2 separate regions of the Gossypium hirsutum genome follow, and region 2 is linked to region 1. A link is a contact called in public Hi-C data. All regions are on one chromosome and are shown on one strand. The core of a region is the stretch at or near the end of the contact, and the rest is flanking DNA. Distances in the headings are between cores, read along the strand shown.

Region 1 (4,275 bases), core at 1,752-4,251:
GGTTGAGGGTGTAATGGGCTGCTGGGTAGTTTAGGCTGTCGGATTAATAGTGGGCTTTGTAAATGGATTGAACATTTAATTATTTTGGTTTTTTGTGTATTTTGGTTTATTGTTTTTATTGGGCCCGGGCGAATTCGGGCTATTATAGACTTTTTAAAACTAAATGTGGAGTTGCCACTAATCTCTTTGCTTAGATGTGATTGGGTCACCTACTAAAGTGTTTTGTTTCACTTAAAATAATTTTAGTTCACGTAAAATCTTTTAAAAAAAATGGTTCGGGAGTCGGTTACGCATGAGGAAGGGTTAGCACCCTCATTACGCCCAAAAAAATTGGTATCAAATTGATTCGATGCTGCGTATATCAAAGATTTTAAAAAAGATCTTTCAAAGCATGGCTCTTTAAAATGTGTTAATAGCTCAAGTTAACTGTCAAAATTCTCTCGTTTCAAAGATATGCAGCATCATACCCAGCACGATTGGATACGATCCTTTATACCTTCGAAGATATGATTGATTTTTGAAAAAACTCATGTGTTAAAATTATAAAAGGATATCCAAATATTTAGTCAAACGAAAAAATCATACCCAGCACAGTAGGGCACGATTTCCCGAATTTTCAAATATTAGATATTGTCTTATTTCAAAATTCTTGCTTAATAAGAAAAATTAGCTCAAAACACATTTATTCGCTTTAAAATATGGTGAAATATTTAATGTATTACAACAAAACATTTGTATAGAAAAGGATTATTGAACATGAAATAATATAGTACAATAAACCACAACTAATAAATCCAACAGTTATGTACAACTATTCTAAATAAAATGTAACCAAATTCTTAATAATAGATGGAGAATAGCTAATATAAAGAATAAAATAATGACTAAATGATATACATCAACAATAAATATGGCACAATATAAAACGATCCACAAAACATGTACAAACTAAAAGGGAAATTAAAAGTCAATGTGGTATAAGACATTTTCAAAATAATGATGAATTAATGAACACATAATAATATAAAAGTTGACAAATTTGCATAAAAACTAGGGATATGTAATTATTGAAATAGATATTACAGAATAAAAGTTTGAATTAAATTATATGCAAAATATTTTAAAAACAAATTCATTTAAAAATTGACAAGGTACATGATAACTTAAATAATATATAAAATATGAAAGAATAATAAAAATTTATGATAAGGTATAATATACATAGTTGATTCCCAAAACATGCATATATAAGTAGATTTAGAAATAATTATTTGTAAAAATAGCATAAGATTAATAATATATATAAAATTAACTTAATCTCTATAAATTATAGACGTACCATTGTACATAAAAACATTTAAATGAGATACTATATAAAACATAAGAATAATATAATATAAGGAAACATTCCAAAATAATAATTTTATAATACAAAGATGAAGTTTCTAAAATAGTTTCATATATACATAAAGAAAAATTACTTGGTGAATCATAAAGCAAAAAGTAATAGAAAAAATTTATTAAAGTAATAGATGTATTAATATATATAAATATTTAAACAAGAGGATATATAAAAATATTAAAATAGCTTAATGCGAAAAGAATTTTAAAATGATGATTTTATAAAACAAAATAAAGTTATTAAGATGGCTCAGTTCATGTACAAAAATATTGTGAATCCTCAAAATAATAGGTATTATAAATTAAAAACTCAATGAGAATAATATGTATACTAATATGTATAAAATATATAAAAAAATATTGTGCAAAATATAAAAATAATAAGATAAAAGAAACCTCAAAATAATTGTACAAATAAAAACAAATAAAATCATTAAAATAAATTAACATATACAAAAATATTAAATGTATTTTAAATTAGCAGATTATACAAATGAAGGACCAAATTAAGATTAAACCTAAAATAAAAGGGATAATTTACAAATAAAATAGTTTAAAAAATACGTGCAAAGCATATAAATGTACAGGGACTAGAACTGGAAATAATCCAAGTCCCAAAACGCTGCACCTTGGAGCGAACTAAAATGAAATAGCATACAAATTTTTAGGGAAAAATTAAAATAAAACACTTGGATGCTAATGGGGGTCTGCTGAGATGCGGCGCAAAAAGTGAGGGATTAATCGTGGAAATTTCCCATTTGACATGCAAATGCACATATCGGGTCTGAGCATGGATCAATACGCGGTCCCCACCCTTAAACACCACCGTTTCAATTTATCTCAAAATTAAAAGCCATTTAATGGCAATTCCCTTTTTTCAAGCTACAAACCGAATGCCCAATTATTAGGGTTTCGGCATAGCAACTCTCTCTTATCTCATTTTCTTTGCAGCCAACCTTTTAACAAATATCTACAGCCTAAAATCAACCTGTTAGAGCCTCATTTTACAGTCGCCGGACCCATCATTCAATTTGACGGTCGACGGTGCACGAGCAGAGATCCGATCTTGCCCACAAAGATCACCCATGGAAATTAGGTAAATTAATCCTTCTCTTTTTCTTCTTTTTAAAAAAAACTCAAATCATACGTTAATCTCTTTAAAAAACAAAATAGAAATTCAAAAGAAACAAACATTCGACCCTCGCCCGAATCTCTATATTTTCGAGATATTTGGGTATTCATCGGTGTCGATTCACATACTAAAAAATCGAACCAAACAAAAAGAAAATAAATCGACCGAAAAGAAAAAAAACTTTGAAATCACCTTTGCTATTTTGATTGCTTTTTCTTTATTCTCTCTGTGTGCGTAAGTATTTGCAGTACAAGTGATGACTTTTTATAGCCTGGCAAAATACAGATTTAAAAATAAAAATCTTTTTCTTTTTCTTTTGCTATTTTTCTATTTTACTGCTTCTCGTGTGTTCTTTTGCAGGGGCAGTTGTACAGAAAAGATGGCCCTGGTGACGTGGAGGAGGCCGTTCGGGGAAACTGCTCGTGGGAGCCGACCTTCTGGCACTGTTCTGGCATATTCCAGAAGCTTCTGGTGTTCACAGCTGCTGAGCTTCTCTTTGGGTCTTGTTGGGCCTCAGGTTTGGGCCATTGAAACTGGGTCTAGGGTTTTAATGGTTGGGTCAGATTCATGTAATTGGGTTAAGTCTAGATTTAAGGAGTTTGGGTTCAATTTAATTTAATCCCAAATATTTGTAACCGGACATTGGACTCCTAAATTTGGATTCTTTATTTGCTTTTTTTTTTATTTTAATTTACTTGGACTTATTTGTTTGGCTTATTTTAATGCTTTAAATAGGCCCGAGCAAAATGGGTTAACTACAAAGAAAGAAGCCAATAAAGATTTTGTGATATTTTCCACTAATACCAAGGCTTCAAAGGCTTTTCATGTTGTCACAGACAGTAGAGTCTATGAGGTGGCATCATGATCAATGAACCGATGATGGATTATTAAGGGATTCTGTTGATTCTTTAGCTTAGAAATCATTTGACAATAAATTTTCAAGCTTTGCAAGTGATCCTCGACATGTGAGGCTTGGGCTAGCATATAATGGATTTAATTCTTATAAAATCATGAGTACTTCGTACAGTACTTGGCCTGTAGCGCTTATTCCTTACAATTTGCCTCTGTGGATTTGTATGAAGCAATTGTAACACCCCAAACCCGGCCTAAACGTTATGGGCGAATCTGGCGATGTCACATAAGAGTGTTTTAACTAAACCATTTTGATTCATAAAACATGTCATTCATTGTATTTTACTTATCGTAAATTATAACGAAAAAGTTGTATTGTTTTGAAAACGTTTCTTTATTGCGGAAGTGTTTGAAACTCAATTGATGATTTATTATCTTGAGAACTCATTTTTTTATTTATGAAAATTCTTAGTTTATTTTAGGAAAACCATAATATTGATGTTTTTTATAATCCACATCCACAGTTCAAAACTCAATTAAAATCCAAAATCACATCAACCCTCAACAAATAATAAATAAACCAAAGTAAAAGTCATAACCAAAATGTATGCGGACGTGGTCACCGTCGAGTCCTCCTCTGCACCGATCCACCTACTACTAGGGATTACCTGAATAGATAAATAAATAAAGGGGTGAGTTTTCGCAACTCAGTGTGTACATCCTCAGAGTATAGCATGCAAGCAAACAGATAACAGAATACAATCATACTTCAGGTCTGGGCCCTAACAGGATCATTATCAGATATAGTCTTAGGGCTTCGGCCTATCTCAGATATAGCATGCAGAACAGATCAGATCAACAGAATATGCCCACCATTCCTGCACACCAAC
Region 2 (4,204 bases), core at 705-3,204, 73 kb before region 1:
CAACTGCCTTGCATAAACATGTCCCTCCATATGTTGTGCAGGTGGATGGTTATGTTGATCACATATCACCCCCAATGTCCACCCATCATATTGTTTAAATAAGAACCTACCAATTGGAATTTACAGTTGGTCTTTTTGGTGCCAGACTTTTTACTTGATTCTTTAAATTTGTATTCACCGCCACGGTCACAAATAAGTGTGACGTAAGACACCACACCATTTTCCTTTGCTTTTGATCTTCTCGTGACGATGATATAACCAAGAGAGAATGCCGTGTTTTGCACCCATTGCATCAGCTCTTCACAAGACTCGAACACCTAAAATTTAAATAATTTTGTTAACAAATATTAAATATTATGAAGATAAAAAAATATTAACATCATGATAAATATTATACCTGATCGGTAAAAAATGGTGATGTCGCCATAGAGATCTCATTGCCTTCATTTAAGTTACTTCCGTAAAAATTCGACGTCTTTTGTTGAACACTACAAATTATGATGAAAAAATCAGTAGTTATAAAAATTTAAAACAAATTTTAATTTATACAAGAATTAATAAATAAAAAAGAAAAAAATTAGAAAAATAGATTTTAATAAAGAACAGTTTAGAACAAATTTATAAAAAATAAAATTACAAATAATAGAGTGTAGTGAGAAGGACTTACTTAATTTTGTTAATAATAATATGAGTTTACGTTAGGGTGTTGTTAATGTTCATCAAAATAAACATATATCTATAACTCTGCCTATTTATTGTATTAATTACAAAAAAAAATAAATTTTCCCCTTTTTTAAGATGTTGACTCTAATTTTTGGACTAAATTGATTACACTAATTAATTTAAGATGTTGAAAATGAAGATATTTGGAAAATGTACTAATTACAACAAAATTAATTTTTCCCTTTTTTAAAGATGTTGACTCTAATTTTTGGGACTAAATTGATTACACTAATTAATTTAAAAATGTTGAAAATAAAGATATTTGGAAAATGTACTAATTAATTTTTGGAACACATTAATTTCTTTGGATCACATTAATTTAAGATCTTGACTCTAATTATTGTATTAATAAAAAGACTTATTGAGAAATACATTCATCCAATGAAATGAGAAATGCTGTAATTAATTACACGGAAAAGGAGAATTAGGGTGTTTTTTTAGCACGTTAGAGGTGTTTTTTTAGCCAACCTTTTTTTTTTTGTTTGGTGGGTGAATAAGGAAAATCTTGGATATTAGGGAATTCCTATGTATTAGGCATTTGAACTAAAATCCCTGCCATTGGACTTGAAACGTGGCAAGACCTTTGTGTTGATGCTGTGAAAACAACTTTGTCGGTTGAAATTAAAGTTAGGAAACATTGAATGAAGCTTTCAAAGGTTCTAAAAATTATATAATTATGTAAATATGTGTTTTGTTTATTATATATTTTTTAGAATTTGTATGAAATTTTAAAATTTTTTTATATAATTATAATTTTAAAAAAGATTTTTATAATTTCAATAAATAAATATGAACTTTCAGAATTTTTTAAAATATATATTTTTTATATTTTTAGAATTTAAAAAATTTTTTTTGTCAAAATTATTGTTAAAAATGTTATACAAGCACCAAATTGAATGTTTTAGCTGTCACCATTGAATTAATATGACACCTCACTTTTTTGATAAGACTTAAACAGTTATTAACGAACAAAGGAGTAACCAAAATATTATAAGTCGATAATATCACTAATTAAAATATAATTTTTTATAATTAAATGATTAAAAAGGAAATTTCACCAAAATTGATTGATATATATATTTTTTGTAATTCTTTTCTCCAAATAGGGAGTGAAGATGAAAAATTTTAAAGTGGAAATAGAGTTATGTTATAAAGTTAGTAGGTAGCCAAAGTATAAAAATATATAACACCCCATCCCTCCCGAGTGCTACGATGAAGGCAAGTGATCCGGGAACTTCGTGGCAGAGAGAGAGAGAGAAACAATAAACAACAATAACACTGCATCTATGATGTATCCAAATTCCTTCTCCCAAACATGTTGCCTTTCTTCATCTTCATCTTCTCTCTCTTCTTCCTCCTTTCTCTATCACTTCTTGCCCCACACTTTTGCCCATCTGGCAATCGGGCCCCATTTTCTTCACAACACATGCATTAGCAGTAACAGGTAGACAAACCCTTTCCAGGTAAAATGTTTTTACTCTTTCTTTATTCCTTTTACCTGTGTTTTAATTTGTCATGCATTGCATGTCAATGTTTTCCTCACAAGAGAATATGCTATTGCCTTTTATGACTTTTCTTCCTTTCCTTTCTTTCTTTTGCATTACAATTTAAAACTTTTTATCTTCACTTTGTTCTTTTGGGATGCCATTAAACTTTCTTACATGCAAAAAGGACCTTTGATTGCGCTCTTATTTCTTAATGTTTCTTTTTATCTCAACCCAAAATGTACTCTTCTTTTTCATTTTCTGGGTATCTTTGTGTTTGTGTCATCATTATATTCCTTGACCCCGTCTCTCTTTCAGAGAGATGGAATGATGAGAAAGGTTGAAAGGGATGGAGGCGCATGAGTTTACTGCAATCATTTGTTACCCATTTTTCCAATCCTTTTTGGATTTTTTTTCCCATTTGCGTTAGGTTAAAAGGAATGCAAGGATCTAATATTTTATTTTTGGTTCTCTCATGAGATTAAGGAAGCGTCGACAATGCTTTCCTTCTTGCTCTTCTCTTCACAGAGTAATCCTCCCCCTAGCCCTCCATACTCTTTTTCTGTCTCTGATTTTGATCACTGGTGCTATTACAAGCCTATTAATTAAATATAACTGTTAGCTTAAGCTGTTCTTGTTATCAAGCTTAATTTGGGCTTGCCTCTTGGCAAATCTCATGAATTTGCAATAACCTTTTTTCAAATATATATATATATAAAGCTTGGTTGCTTGCAATCAACAAGGCTATAACTTTAGGAGTATCTATATTCATTGAGTTCCTGCTATTTATATTTAAAAATATTTCTTCCATTTCTGCATTTAGTAATTATGTCTCTTGTTCTGTTTTATGTCAGAATGAATGCATTGCATTATATGATGAATAGTTAAGAGCTTAGTTATATGCATGGGAATCTACAATACACCGTTTAGATTCCAAATTGAACCTTCAACCTTATGAAACAAGTTAATGAATTTGCAGCCTATCATTCTCAGTCTGGACAATGCCACTATTATTTCTATGCAACTAATTGGTATTGACTAGTTTGTCGAAAATTGAAATGTAGGTTGATGAGGATGAAGTTTACTGGAGCCGAAAGAAGGGCGGTGAAGAGTTGGAATGGCCACACAATTCCACTCACCTACTATCACAGTTAGCTCAATGTTTTAGTGAGTAGATTTTCCTAATAAATTCTTTCAGCATTCCAATGTTTTGGCGCTCCAAATTAGGATAGTCTTCATTACCTAGTATGTTTGGTATGCAAGTGTATATTTGTTCAATTCCTACTTTACATTGACATACAATGCTTTCTGAAATCAACATCATTATGTAGCTTAATATGTAGCCAAATGGAGGGAAACATTTGTACAGCTTAACTAGTTAGAATCATCTAATCTTCTGACACTTCATGAGTTGCCTTGAGCTCTTCATATATCACATGAGGTTCCATGATAATGGGTAGAGTTAGCTCTAGACTGACATGTCATTGGCATTTCAAAATACTAGGAGAGCTGAAAACAAAAGTCTTATGAGGTAGAACACAACATAACCTATTGCTAATTCAAATTTGCTAACCTAGAAATTTGCCCCGTTTTTCTAGCTTTCTTTATTATTAGCATTGGTTCTTTATAGGTATATTTTGCTTCTTTTCTCCTTTCCTCTATGCCAAGTCTCAACATCTCCAGTGTAGAGAAACTAAGAGTAAAATTACTCAAAAGGGTGTAACATGCCATGTTTAAGACCATGTCAACTTATTTCAACATTGAAATGCACGTTGCCTCGCAAAATATTCTACAACTCGTTATTTAATATCACTGATCAGTCTTGTATGGTTGCAGCTAATGCTATGGTTGGACCTAAATCATGGCTAGGAGGGCTGTTCAATCGCTTTGGAAACAGGCGCAATGAGAAGTTTCTTGGCTACACTTTGACTCCTATTCAGGTAATTGAGAATGTTAAGTATTAGGACTGATTTTCTAATGTCTTCAAAATCTTATGT

What was found. Hi-C and Micro-C count contacts between places; a contact is called where the count stands out from the background.
Region 2: a contact with region 1 is called in a Hi-C map of leaf, with 2.3 times the contacts expected there. The contact joins the promoter of LOC121210944 here to the enhancer-like site in region 1. A contact is called at or near these places in 14 of 34 Hi-C or Micro-C datasets (anther, leaf, petal and 1 more).

What each region holds. Positions count from the first base shown.
Region 1 is chrA12:87,479,832-87,484,106 of Gossypium_hirsutum_v2.1, reverse strand. No RefSeq gene overlaps it. Among protein-coding and RNA genes, the nearest start is that of LOC107932613, 8.8 kb to the left of the region's middle. Within about 2 kb of position 3,001, at least 9 of the 9 cell types and tissues checked have an H3K27ac peak or open chromatin away from gene starts, as enhancers often do. A contact at or near this core is called in leaf, where this site is marked.
Region 2 is chrA12:87,552,348-87,556,551 of Gossypium_hirsutum_v2.1, reverse strand. It overlaps LOC121210944 (ELMO domain-containing protein A), which reads left to right and starts at 1,954. Exons shown (of 10, transcript XM_041082985.1): 1 at 1,954-2,186; 2 at 3,272-3,374; 3 at 4,044-4,147. The coding sequence starts at 4,052.